2 separate regions of the Xenopus laevis genome follow, and region 1 is linked to region 2. The links are chromatin contacts, called in public Hi-C maps. All regions are on one chromosome and are shown on one strand. Each heading gives the region's core, a stretch centred on a gene start, on an enhancer-like site or on the middle of the called end of the contact. The rest is flanking DNA. Distances are from core to core; before and after follow the strand shown.

Region 1 (7,472 bases), core at 4,105-6,604, 55 kb after region 2:
TCCCCGCGCATGTGATTTCTGGCGAAAAGTTGCTAGCGTTTGCCCCTTTAGTAAATCTGCCCCTATTTCTCTTGATAAATTTCCCGGAATTTCTGTGGCCCACTGAGTCACTCGGGCAATAGAACATAATTTGCTGTTTAAAGCATTTATTATTGCTGCTCCGCTCTCTGTTATTAGGAAGAATTTAATTCAGTTTAAGGGACAGAGAGCAGATAATTAGTGAGAGTTTATAACTGTAGTAAGGGGGGTCCCACCTGTGTCCTTATTATTCAGAATCACCCCAAACACTTTGACATTCTTGCTACAGACGCTCACGGGCCTTGGAGGATGTTGGCAGCAATTGTTCTGATCCTTGAGATTTTCCCCCTTTGCAGACTTTATAAATGAGTGCTTTTTTTTCCCAAGGGAAAAACCTTGGAAATAATTGCACAGTGGTTGTAAAGGTCTGCTAGTCAAACCCCAAATAATAACTTTGTGACCTCTGTGGAGACTTCTCCTGTCGGCTGGGGGATCCCGGTGAGTGTGTGGGGCACATCTTGTGCACAATGTGCTCTTGGCACGGCTACATTGGGATAGAATGCACCGCATGCGTTTATGGCCGCACAAACTTCTTTTTCTTTATGTTGAATTGTTCTAAACATTTCCAAATGAAACATCACAAAAACTTTGTTTACTTATTTAAATGCATGTTGCAGCCCTGCTGATACGAGGGCCGTTGCCATGGATATCCTGCAACGGGCTGATGTCATGGTCCTTTGTACGGCCAAGGGCTTTTTAGCAGAGAAGCTCTGACTTGGGGCTGCCAAGACCGTGGGCAATTCTCTTAAAGCTTCCAGCATTGGATGGCACCATGAGGCTGCTGGGGGAAAAGTTTGGGCATGTCTGTATTGAGTGGGCTCCAAGGGCATTGTAGTTTAACAATGATACTAGTGATGGAAGAAAAGGGGATTGGAAGCCAATTTAAACCAATGAATGGATAGGGTGAAAAAAGTGATTCAAGAAATGCACCATATCAATGGGAATTAATACACAGGCTGAATATAAAAATGAGACGAGCTACAATGGGCTGGGAAAAGAAGCCTCACCAGCAGAATAGTAGAGTTTACTCATGTTTCCCTACCTAGAGAGGTGGAAGAGTGAAAGGTGAAGTAATGGGGTGTTTGAAACCAGAGTTGGCACTGGTCCTCCTGGATTGACTCTCAGAATGTTTACAAAGGCTTAAACGTGATACATGGATCTTTTTTCAACCTAACCTCTGTATAATTTAAGATCCCAGCTTCCCCTCCTGTCGCTTTTTCTCTGGGCTCTGCAAATACTCAATCTCCTTGATATCTTTGTGTGGCCGGGGCTGAATCTGCATGAGTCACCCTGTCTCCTGAGACTGTACAGTAACCAATTTTGGAGACAAAGGAGCCCAAATATAAGTCACCGTGTGCCAGATGGAGTTGACATGCGGTTACCAATGGCAGCGCCGTTGGAATGCAATGCTGCTCATGAGTCATTATAAAAATATAGGCAGTGATAGGATGGCTGGTGGTGTGATGAGCGTGCAGCAGTGATCAGTACACAAGCTGCCAGGGCTAGAGATACTAGGACAGTGACCCAGGCCAATACAGAACATTTAGGCCTAAAATCTAATCATCTCTGGCTCTGCAGGTACATTGTGTATGATATAGCACCCCATGCCCCCACAAATGCACAGGGAAAGTCTGTGTCAAACTCCTGATTCCTCTGTACCACACAAGGCCTGAGGGCCCAGCACCAAATCATACATTCCCATCTCTGCGCAATGTGCAAATATTTTCCAGTCCTGCTTGATTAATGCAGCTCAGAGCCATGCAATATTGTATATAGATACAGGTGCAGTGAATATGAATATCAGATGTCACAACACATTTAATTTACACAACAGGCTGAACACTTAAGATGCTATCCCAACGGGGCCCAGATTGTGCCTTGTGTTTAACCCCCTGCGTTCCAGAATCTGCCACTGAGGCAGACACATCACTGGCACAGGCACAGATAGTGGGGCTTATTCACTGACATCCCTAGACAATCAGCATTGATCAGTCTATTCCACGTAAATCTCAGCATGGCTTTTTAAATGGGAGAATTTAAAAAAATAAAATATTTTTTCTGTTTATTTCCCCTTAGGTCACAGAGAATGAAGTCCCTGTGTATTGTGGCTAAGCTATGTACTTGCATTGCATTGTGGGAGCTGCCATAATCGCAGGGAGAGGTTGGGACCCCTATAACATTTGCATTGATGGAAGCAGCAGCTACGTAGGATGTGGGCAAGCTTCTATAAACATTTATCCTAAAATAGGGCTCATAATAGTTCCCTTCTATATCCAGCTCCCCCTCCCATACAGAGAAGGGCACGGTAGCAATTGTGGCTTTAAGATGAAAACTCAGCAGTTCCATGCATGGGACCTGACCTGGAACATATATTTAGTTCTGGCTGCACACATCAGCAGATAAAGGGGAGGGAAAGTCGTAAACAAAAATCTGTCTAATAGCTGAAATTCTAAGCAGCTTTCCTGTATACATTTGTTCCACATTTCCACTGCCTTTAAAGTTATCTGTAAATGTAATTGCTATTGGAAGTTATTGCATGTACTACAGGCATGGGACTAGAATGCTCAGGATAAGGGGAAAATTTAGTAAGCGGCAAAAATTCGCCAGCAGCGACTTCGCACCCATCGCAACACTTTGCCAGGTGAAAATTCGCTCACTACACAATTTACTAAAATGCAAAGTTGCGTCCAGGGCGCTGAACGCTGGCGAATTTTCGCTAGCGTTACTTCGGCAATGCGAGCAAATCAAAGATGCGCTAGAGTTCAATTCTGCCTAGCGCAACCTCGTTAGAGGCGGAAAATTTAAAGTTGAATGGACGTATATGTTGCAGCAAATACATTACATTACACAAGCCCAGGGAATCTTAATAAAGACAATAGCATTGTTATAATGCCCTACACATGAGCCCACTGTATAGTTAATGTTCCATATGTTAGAAAATGTATGGGGGAACCCAGTTACCCAAAAAAAAAAAATTTAAGGACTTTTGCAGGCTATCACTCTGAAAAAAGGAAAAGACGCCAGCGTCCATTTTCCACTAAAAAAATATATGTAAGTAACAGAAGATTGAGGAAGATCTATGCACTCCAGTGCACTTTGCCTGGACTGAGGTGGCGAAGGCAAGTCTGGCGAAAGAGGTAACGTTCAGTAAAATCTGCAATTTAGTGAATTTGCGGAGTAACGTCCATTTGCCAAAGTGACAATTCGTCTGGCGATAGAGTGCGAATCACTGCTAGCGTCTGTCTCCTTCACTAGAGAAGTGACATCTGTGCCCATCGGCAAAGTCCCTAAAAAAACGGTAACGCTGGCGAATCTTCCTCACCGTTAGTCACTTCGCCAGTGTCGGACTGGCCCACAGGGATACCAGTAAAACTCCGGGTGGGCCCAGGTGTAAGTGGGCCCTCATGCTGCTAGACATTTGGCCTATTTCATGGTCATTCCCTATTTCTATGAGAACAAATTGACTAAATAGATGGAATAATAGATAATAGTATGTAAAGAAAAGGAAAATAGATGAGTGAGGAAAGGAAGAATAATAGTACTAAGAGTGGGCCCTTGGTCTAAGATTAATTGGTGGGTCCCTAGTCAAAGGTTTTTTGGTGGGCCCCTGGTGTCCCAGTCCGACACTGCACTTCGCCCTTTTGTACATCTGCCCCTAAGTCTACTAATCTGACATTTAAAAACAAATGAAACCGAATAGAATTGTTATGCATCCAATAAGGATTAATTATACCTTATTTAAGATCAAGTACATGATACAGTTTTATTATTAGAGAGAAAAAGGAAATCATTTAAAAAAAAATGAATTATTTAATTTTATCAGTCTGTATAGAAAATACCACAACCCTATGCCAGTATACTGTATCTGAAATTGCCCCTTTATAGGGAACATCCAACAGGGCAAAATAGACCTCTCTTCTATACAAATAAAGTCCCATTGTGTATGAATAAACAAACCTGGGCACCTATTATATGCCTTACAGGTAGGATAGAATCCATACTAAAATGCCACTACATAAATAGTAAGGAACATTTCATTGAATGATCTGTGGCTCAGCAGCACATGCCAGTGATACATTGCAGGCTGCTAAACTAAGCCTGACACTTATTCCAAACAACTCAAAAAGACTCTCTTTATGCTGCTGACAGACACACAGACAATTGGTTAGTGGATTGACTGTTCTTACCTTTCACATAATGACTTTTAAACAGTCATTAACTGATTTCAAAGGCCCCTCTTTCAGTGATGGGGGGTGAACGGAGCTGCATGGCAGGCCTGAGGGATATACAATATATAAACAAAGGAAAAAGTCAAATCACACATGGTTATGAGTAGCAGTCTGCAAAAGTCTTGTCTTTCCTGGTCTCTTTGCAGCACCGTCCATGTGCAATGAAACACTCTGGGACCTGACAGCATGTACTCTGTGTTACGCCTCCCTACACTTTCCATGTATTCCTCTTCAACCTTATTATCCCTCCTGCAGATACCTTTCATGTATAGCTTTTCCCCACCCCATGTGCATGTCTGTTGACCAAACCTTCCAAGTAAACCTCTTCCCCAAAATCTTTCAAATCCTTCTCATTAAACCTTCCTATACCTTCCAAGTTTTGCTCTTCAACCTCCTCATCCCCCCTACAGATACCTATCATGTAGACCTCCACGTATACCTCTTCTTTTGCCACCTCATTACTCCACCCTGCAAGTTCCGTGTATATCCCTTCTTCAACCTTACCCAATACTTTTCATGTACAGCTCTTCCCAATTCTAATTGCATTCCTTATAAATAAACCTTTGATGTAAACCTCTTCCCATCCTCCTAATTACTCTTCTCTACACTTTTCTTGTTCACCATTCCAACGGCTCCTATCTTTAATGTATAAGCTCTACTAATCCAATGTGCATTCCTCCTGACCAAGCCTTCCATGGAAACCATTTTCTATGTATATATTTTTTTCAAACTCCTCATTTCATGTGCAGCTCTTCCTAGTTCTATGTATTCCTGATGACTAACTGTTCCATGTAAATCTCTACCCCAACCTCCATGCTTACCTTTTCCCCAGCCTCCTCATTACTCCTGCATTAACCTTCCATATTTCATACATACCTCATGAAAGGTACAGTATCTGGATGAGGAACAGACTGTAAGCTCTTCTACAGGCCCAGATATTTGGCAAGGCCCGGGCCTAGGGCAGCAAGATTTTAGGGGTAGCATGTTGCCCAGTCGCATTCTATGCACTGGTGATGCACAACTCTTAAAATTTCCTGTACCCTTAATCCCCACTGCACCGTCAGGAACTGCCGCATGAGCACCTACGCTTGGGGGGGGCACTTATGAGGGCTGGGGGGCACAAGGATCCTGTGACCTGGGGGTGGCCAAATTGGAAATCATGGCCTGTTTTTCTACACAGATTGATCGAGCAGCCGTGCCAAAAATAACCATTTATTGGTTACAGGTATGGGAACTGTTATCCAGAATGCACAGGACCTGGGTTTTTCTGGAAAACAGATCTTTCTGTAATTTAGATCATCATATCTTAAGTCTAGAAAATCATAAATAAATTATAAATAAATAGTCCCAACAGGCTGGGTTTGCTTCATATAAGGATTAATTATATCTCCGTTTGGATCAAGTACAAGGTACTGTTTTATTATCACAGAGAAAAGGGAAATCACTTTTAAAAATTCGGTATATTTGAATACAATGGAGCCTATGGGAGACTGCCTTTCTCAAAATCTGAGCTTTCTGGTTAACGGGTTTCCGTATAACAGATCCCATACCTCTGTGTGTGTGTGTGTGTGTGTATATATATTTTTCCCCAACATAAAAACTAATCACAGCTCTGGCTTAAAGGTGGGCTTAGCCACTACAGCTAATTGCCTGTGGTTTTTCTGAAGCCAGTCATTTGCATGATTGGTATTTACAGAAGGAAATTACCAGTTACAAAAAAAGTAAGTCTCAACCCAAGGAAAAAAGCTAAATGTTCCAGGCAAAGTGTGCAGAAACATTTTGCCTTTAATAGACATTTTCCCTGGCTCAACCGCAGCCAAAAATAAGAATAAAAGCCGGACTATTTCCATAACTTTCTCTAACTGAGAAGCCAGCAGAGTCAATACGACTAAGTGCCAGGGATGGGGATACAGAAGATTACGTTCCATTGTCAGTCTGGCTCTCTCATATAAATCTGGGCCATTTGGTGATTTTCTGCAGGGAATCTATAGTGACACAATACAAACAGGGACATTCTTATGAACCAGGAGCATTCCCCGGATCTGCCCCCCCATCTTAGTTCTCATGGTGATGATAAACTTCACTCTCTTCAGCTTATTCAAGATAACACAGTGTGTACTAATGCAACAACACAGCCAAAAGCAGGATTAATGTGAAATAAACAGAGATACAGACTGGTCCCTCAGCTCCCCACGTACCAGGCTGAGAAATGGGTTACTGACTGTGCTGGGGCACAATATTGTCTTCCAGGGCACAGAAAAGAGTGTCAGTTGCCTTTTTACCTTTGTGGCCCATTAGGATTTATTTTCTTAAAATAAAAAAAGGAAAGTTGTCCTAGCCAAAAAGGGCTGATTCTTCCACTGTCAGTCTGTATAAGCTTTTCGTTTACAAGGGGAAGACATCAATAAGTTCAACAGATGCAGGGGAACGTTTCTCTGGGTACAGGGTGGGATATATTTTCTGACAGTTTACACAAGTCTGTTTTAAGATGTTGTTAAACTCCGGCCCCAGCGACAGTGATGGAGTGAGAGAAAATGAAAGACGTGCCGAAGGGACTGGAGGGGAAAGGCAGTTACAGCTCTGCTAAATACACACTAGACACACTCTTCTACAGGGCTGTTATTTTATGTCATGGCTCTTTTAGGGATTTTAAAATATCTGCCTAAAACAGGGAGGTTATTCATTTTAAATTAAGATTTCTGAAGTAGGGATGGATTGAACCCAAATCTTTCAGTAAGGATTTAGCCAAATCCTGAACTGAATTCAAATTAGGGAAAGGAGGGGGAGAAAAGATTTGTACAGAAAACCCGTTTAATACCCCCTTATTCATGTGACCTAAAGTCACATGATTTTAAAGGACAACTAAAGCTTTACTCAGCAAGTCCAGTTGTTTTTCGATCTACCTATACTAGATATACCATGACCTGGATGAATGCAAATCTTCATAGTCAACTAAAGCTTAAGTAAAGAAGTAGGGTAGACATGTTGTTCATTATGTTTTGTGCTTCTGTACCAGCCCAAGTGCTTCTGTACCAGCCCAAAGCAGTAAAGATCTATGCCTCCAAAGATGCCCCAGTAGCTCCCCATCTTCTTTTCTCCTGATTCACTGCACATGCTCTGTGCTGCTGTCACTTACTGAGCTTAGGGACCCACACACATCATACA
Region 2 (6,809 bases), core at 3,781-6,280:
GCACAACTAGAATGAGCACAGATACGAGCAACTGTTGCACAACAAAATGGCCTTTCAGTCTCATAGTTCCTCAACTGGCCCCCGGCCAGTGTCGGACTAGCCCCCCGGGATTCCAGGTATACTCCCGGTGGGCCCAGATGTCAGTGGGCCTTTTGCTTCTAACCATTTAGCATATTTTATGGTCATTCCCTATTTCTTTATGGGAAACAAATGCTTAATAATGGAAGAATATATTAAGTAGATATAAAAGACTAGGATAATAAAGAGGTTGAGTGAGGAGAGGAGGAATAATAGTTTGGAAAGTGAGTCCATGGTCTAAGGTGGGCCCACAGTCTAAGGTTTCTGGTGCGCCCCAGGCATCCCAGTCTGACACTGCCCCCGGCACCAACCAGGGAACAGCACCCTAACTGTTACATGCCCGTCTATTTGCACTCACAGTTTATACCCCTCTCTGTACATCCTACTGAACTCTCCCTTCTCCTTAGAACTAGATTCATTAATTTCCTGCAGCCCTGCCCCTGTACCCACAGGTGGTGCAATGGTGCAGGAGAAAGTGGGCTCTTGCCGGACACCCCTTTCCTGCAGACCCCCTGAGAGTTAACCACAAATTCAATTCTCCCAGATAGACAGCACCACACGTTCAGAAAGAATTCCTTAAAAAGCCTTTATTTGACAAGGGCTTGTATAAAACAGAATAACAGGCTCGGACTGGCAATCTGTGGGTTCTGGCAAATGCCAGAGGGACTGCTTTAAGGTGCCATAGACAGTTACTATCTATTGGGCTGGTGGGGGGGCTTTGGACCTCTGTGCACCCAAAATGCCAGGGTCTAGTTTAGGGCCAGGTTAGGCTGACCGGGCTCCCAAGGCAACCCAGCTGGCCACCGTGCGCTCCTCATGCCCGTGCGTTTACTCTTGCGTGCGCACCAGATGAGGTAGAGTGCAACAGAGGGGAGGGGAATGTGAAGGAGGGGCAGGGAACACGATGGAGGTAGGGTTGCCACTTGGCTGGTGATTTACCGGCCTGGACGGTAAAAATTATGGTTGATCCCAATGTTATTAATAGGGAAAAATGATCAATATATAGGAAGGCCGGTATTTTTTTCTGGAAAAGGATGCAAACCTAGATGGAGGGGAACGAGACGGTGGGGAGGATAAGGTGACAGGAGGGAGGAGAGTAAGGGGTGCAAACCCAGCTAGCTGGGTAGACAGAAGACAATTTTAGAGGTAGCTGCCAAGCACCCCTCTATTATTGCGCCCTAGGCAGCTGCCTCTTCTGCCTACAACTAGTTCCATCCCTGGCCTAGTTTGATTGTCAGCCGCTGCCTAGACCTACCAGCTGCTAAATTTTATATGAGTTACATATGGTTACCCATATATCTGACCACAGGATATGAGTGTGTGAATGAGATATGGAATTAGATTGCAAGCTCCACTGATGCAGGGAATGATGGGCATGCTGTATAATCTCAGTACATAGCTGCAGAATATGTCAGTGCTATATAAATAAAGTATAATAATATTTTTTGGATCCTCCCTGTTCTAAACCCCATTATTGGCAAGTATACCTAATTGTTTTGTACGTCATGAAATATCACGTTTGTTTATTAATCCATTTAACGTGTGACAATGGCCAAAATCTTATCTGCCCAAATAATGACCCCCCACCACCTGCACATTTATACTACTGGCACCAACAGGGGCTTCTCTCGTCTGCCACTATCCATACAATAGAACTCACCCCAGAGTGTGACATGAAACTGGGTCCCCACCTGCTGTGGTGCTTTGCTATTGTGTATCATATCCCTGTCACTCATTGTGTTCCACCCCAATCTTGTCCCTCTCATTGTCACCTCAGTGTCACCTCTTCCTGGGTATTCCCCTCCTATTCACACGACAGGATTCTGCTCCCCATAGAATGTAGCCCTTATGGCCCCAATGTATACTGATAATAGCAGTGATGTGTTTATGGGTCAACTCTGTCCTATGCCCAAACTGTATATAACAGAGTTTAACTGTGCAATGCATGACATATTCAGCAACCTCAGTATTATATTGCATGGACTAAGAGGAAATCAAATTAATATCCAGAGAGGCAAATATGCTGATTCAGTGCATGTCTCCACGGGCTGTAAAGTGATACGAAGGCTCCCTGCTGGGGCCCAACAGTGCAAAAGAATAGCCAAAAAATAATAATAACAAGCTTGACAAGTGACTATTCATAGAGATAAAAAAGCTCTATCTGTTCCATCACTGGCGTTACTGGGCATTGCACAAAGCCGGAAATTAATCCCCCCCCCTCTGTCAGCCACAGACCCCGTTTCAAACTGAGCATCAAATAACAGAAAATCTCTATATTCCAGCAAATGTCTTAAGATTTTTATTAGTTTATTGGCTGTGGGGCAGCAGGGAGGAGAGGGCTTGAGAGCTGGGTGACCTCTGTAGCCCAGGGGCATGAAGGAAGGGTACTTTTTTGCTGGTCAGTGAAACAAGGTAGAGATCTGGCAGGTAAGTCACATGTTACATAGAGCATGAATCTTGTTGCTAGGTAGGTTCAATGACCTTAGCAACCAGCCATTTGTTCAAGTCTCAAAAGAAAGCATGAATAGGACAAGATCTGGTCTTCTCTTATTCATCCTTTCTTCTGAGACTTGAACAAATGGCTGGTTTCTAAGACCAGTGAACCTAGTAAACTAAAATAACACGGCTACAATAATTAATAATAAACAATAATTAAAGGGGAACTACGGCTTCCAAACCAAAATTTGATAAAGAGACCCACATAACACAGAAACCCGTAATATATCCATCACAGTTACCTGTTTCTTTTTAGTAAGTATGAATAAATGCCATTTCTATGCTGAAGTCCAGCTATTTAACAGTTCTTCCCTTTCTGCCTCATTTGAAATCCTTGCAGGGAAGGATGGACAAAACACTGATGTTACAAATTGTAATAACTTCTCCACAGCTTGCAGACAGCATGCAGAAACTACATAACCCACAATGCATTGCACTGCGATTGTGGGAATTGTGGGGTTTGGAGGATGCAGGCTGAGGACAGCTGGCGGCTGATACAAAGCAACAGTAGTCAGGCAGCTTAGCAAAGTAGTCAGAGAGATCAGCAGGAGAGCAGTGGGCTAGGCTTTGGGAACTGTTCCAAACCATTAAAAATTATGAGAAGTCTGCAGTGATGTATATTGCAAAGTTGCTGGAAATTACGTTTACTTTTCAAATAGCTTATGTTATGTTTGTGTTGAGTTCTCCTTTAATAATAATAAAAAAAAAAAATAATAAAGCAAAGCTGAAGGCCACCTGCATTATTGCTTAGATACCAAAATTGAATTTACTGATTGTGTCCCCTTTAAGGTTTAGCCATGTATGGTGTCTTTTTGTAAATAATCCCACTCACAAACACATAGGCAGGTTTGTGTTAGTACAATGGGGTGATTATTCATGAGTGAAATGTTCCTTACAGGAATACAGAGAGTCACCCTTCATTATTTTAAGCAAATTTCCAACTTTCTGTGGTTCAATGTGTTTTGGTTATTGAGAAACACCCCTCCCCCCAATGTTGACACTGTTGCCTTGTCAACATCTCTTGATTTTGTAAAAGGGGATGCTGGAAGCTGTGTGGTAATAATAGTTTGACAGCAGAAAACTAAACATTACTTACTTATATACTGAAAGTATCTAGCAATTTTTACAGACTGAAATGCACCAGTACCGCCACTATCACTAAAGTGAATGGGAATGTGTATAATAAGTCAATATGGTGTGATGTCAGGGGATGGAGTTTTATATATCTATTCCCCAGGTACCCCTGAAACTATAGCAGGGTGACTGTTACCCCAATGTTTCTATATATCTGTAACCTTGTTATGAGCTAAGGGGGCACAGCATGAAGGCCAGTTAGGGTGAGATTTGGGGTGAGTGTTTATTTGTGTCCTGGGCAAATCTAGAACTATAGCAGGTAGGGTTGCCACCTGGCCGGTATTTTACCGGACTGGCCGGTAAAAATGTAGCTTGATGCCAATGTTATTTATAGGGAAAACCGATAAAAAAATAGGAAGGCCGGTATTTTTTTCCAGAAAAGGAAAAGATGGCAACCCTAATAGCAGGGTGACTGTTACCCCAATGTTTCTATATATCTGTAACCTTGTTATGAGCTAAGGGGCTCAGTCTGAAGGACAGTTAGGGAGAGATTTGGGGTGAATGCTTATTTGTGCCCTGGGTACCCCTGGACCTATAGCAGGGTGACTGTTACCCCAATGTGTCTATATATCTGTAACCTTGTTATGACCTGAGGGGGCTCAGTCTGAAGGCCAGTTAGGGGGAGATTTGGGGTGAGTATTTATTTGTGCCCTGGGTACCCCTGGAACTATAGCAGGGTGACTGTTACCCCAATGTTTCTATATATATCTGTAAAGTTGTTATGAGCTAAGGGGACCCAGCCTGAAGGTCAATTAGGTATAGCTAATTGTAAACACAACATTCTTTCTCTGTCCATTTGAATGTATACACGAATGTGCAGCTGCCATGTTACTTTCCTGGATTTAAGACATTGAGAAACGTTTCCCCCTTACTTCGTTTACCCTGTTTTTAAACACACATTGTTCTAGTCGCAGCACGTCTGTGTTATAGATAAGAGCTAACCGGCTTATCCAGTCTGCCTGCTGACATTATCCTAAAACTAAAATCACCCTTCAGACTTGATTCATGTTGAAGTCATGATCTGATTCACAAGTATTTATTGTCTTGCAGCCTTTCCTATAGCGATGACAACCTGTGGCCCTATTGCTGAACTCCTCGAAAGGCTGTAATTCCATACTTCGCCCCATTTCATCAGTGCCTCTGTCTCTTTGTGGCTTTTCTCAACACAGAATACTTTGTGATACACAGGGAAAAAAAAAAATTAATTTTATTTGTTATGAATGAATAAGTAGAGTTTCTTAGGCTGCTATCCCTTTAAGCATTTGTACACACCCATTTTCTTGCCCCGCCTTTTCAGGTGGGCTTTGTACTGCTGTTTTGAGATTCCTTCCAAAACAAGCTCAGTGTGCAGAGAGGAATGAGAGAGAAAGCAACTGTTGCAGGCTGCACTCTGGATCCGCCCACTTCCTTGCCCCTCCCATGTGGGTGTGTCCTGTGCACTCTGTACTTGGAGGTTAGGCAGGCACTATCAGTCTGCACTTAACAGGGACAGAGGAAGCATCTGTGTGGAGCAGAGGAAGAGCTCAGAGCTTCCCAAGTGATGGGGAGATCTAGGCTGGGGGTCCCTGGATTATTTCTTATCAACCCTGGCTGGGAGGTGTCTATCTCCCCTTGCATTGCCCTGCACCAACCCTCCTGGATTACTGCCTGCTGCTGAGATTTGGATTTTATTTGCACATTTAGCCCAGAGATTAACCAAGTTTCTTTGCCAACATGTTAAGGAGGGTTCTGCTGAGCTTCTTCATGATGATTCTTATGGACAGAGGGACCTCACAGCAGTACTCCAGTGACATGTGCAATTGGAAAGGAAGGTAAGACCCTTGGGATCCTGGTATTGCCTCATGCAGGTCCTGTGCCATATCAGGCAAAGGCTGTGCCAATGTCTAAGGTGGACAAGGGGAGTTTTCAAGATTCTGATGCTGTGTGTGGCATCAAGATTTTCAGTAATGATAACAGTAAATGCTCCATATTAGCCAGTCCGGTTTTGTTACAATATACTTGGCACCTTGCTCCCTGTGTGTTCAAATATACTGTATATTTTTTAATATGAGCACCTGGTTCTCAGGGTGTTACTGTATTATATCCCAATCAATCTGGGCACCTGGCACATTGGGTGTTGCAATGTAACCAGTAACAGGACAGGTGTTAGTAGCAGTTTGACACTGTTGTGAGGCACAAACAAACTTGTATGTGTAACGCTAAATTCCTTTACACCGTGGCCAGAGACCGTGCTCCGTTCCTATGGAATGTGGTTTACGTGGAGTGTGTGCTGAAGATTTTGGGTGCTGAGATGTTTGCTATGCCCCAATGCCAGCCAGGGAGCAAAAGTTGTCAATTCATGGGTATATATTTTATTCTGACACTGTTCCACAGGGTGGGAAATGGGATTAGGCACTAGAAGTAAAGTATTACCAGTATAGTAGTACCAGGGAGGGTTCTGAGATTTAGACATTATGGAACTACAGGAAACCCTTTATTATACAATGTATATGTCCACAACTTGGTTTTCCCTGTTAAAGTGCCAATCTGAATGTCCAGTGAGAAATTGGCCACCCAGGCGTTAAACTGGCTGCTTGTATGTTTGCTGTGTTTATAACCTGCAGCTGATTAAATGAAAGGGTTATTCTGAGCCTAATGTTTAGTCAGCCTTTAGAGCCGATTGTAAAAGCCAGCTGATCATCAGATGTTTGTGCACAATGGGACGTCCCAGGCCAGAGCCCAACGCTCCCATATCCAACAGGCATGACAGACGCAAAGATCTGATTGTAAGATCAACGTACGATCAGACTTCCCCATTTCCTGACCTGCCACTAACCATTGCGATCAAATAAAGTAGAAAAGAACAGATCAGACGATGTTCTGCCCCTGACAGCAATCGTACGAAAGTTAAGTCCGACCAAAGCTGTCGCCAGTCTCCCTCTGAAAATCATACGATCGGCAATACATGCAGAGATATTATCGGCAGCCAACAGAAATCTTTTAACATGTTTGTTCGACCAAACGACCGATCTCTGCCGGACGAAAAATGTCGGGACTCTCCACACACGGTCCGAAAATCGTACGAATCCTCGATTCGTACAATCAGATCTTTGCGTCTATGG

Evidence for each region. Hi-C and Micro-C count contacts between places; a contact is called where the count stands out from the background.
Region 1: a Hi-C map of the XTC cell line shows a contact between it and region 2, with 4 times the contacts expected there. The contact joins the enhancer-like site here to the promoter of metrnl.S in region 2. A contact is called at or near these places in 2 of 4 Hi-C or Micro-C datasets (the XL177 cell line and the XTC cell line).

The regions. Positions count from the first base shown.
Region 1 is chr9_10S:43,890,252-43,897,723 of Xenopus_laevis_v10.1, forward strand. No RefSeq gene overlaps it. Among protein-coding and RNA genes, the nearest start is that of trim16.S, 29 kb to the right of the region's middle. Within about 2 kb of position 5,355, at least 1 of the 7 cell types and tissues checked has an H3K27ac peak or open chromatin away from gene starts, as enhancers often do.
Region 2 is chr9_10S:43,835,266-43,842,074 of Xenopus_laevis_v10.1, forward strand. metrnl.S (meteorin-like protein) reads left to right here and starts at 5,031. Exons shown (of 4, transcript XM_018238568.2): 1 at 5,031-5,519. The coding sequence starts at 5,422.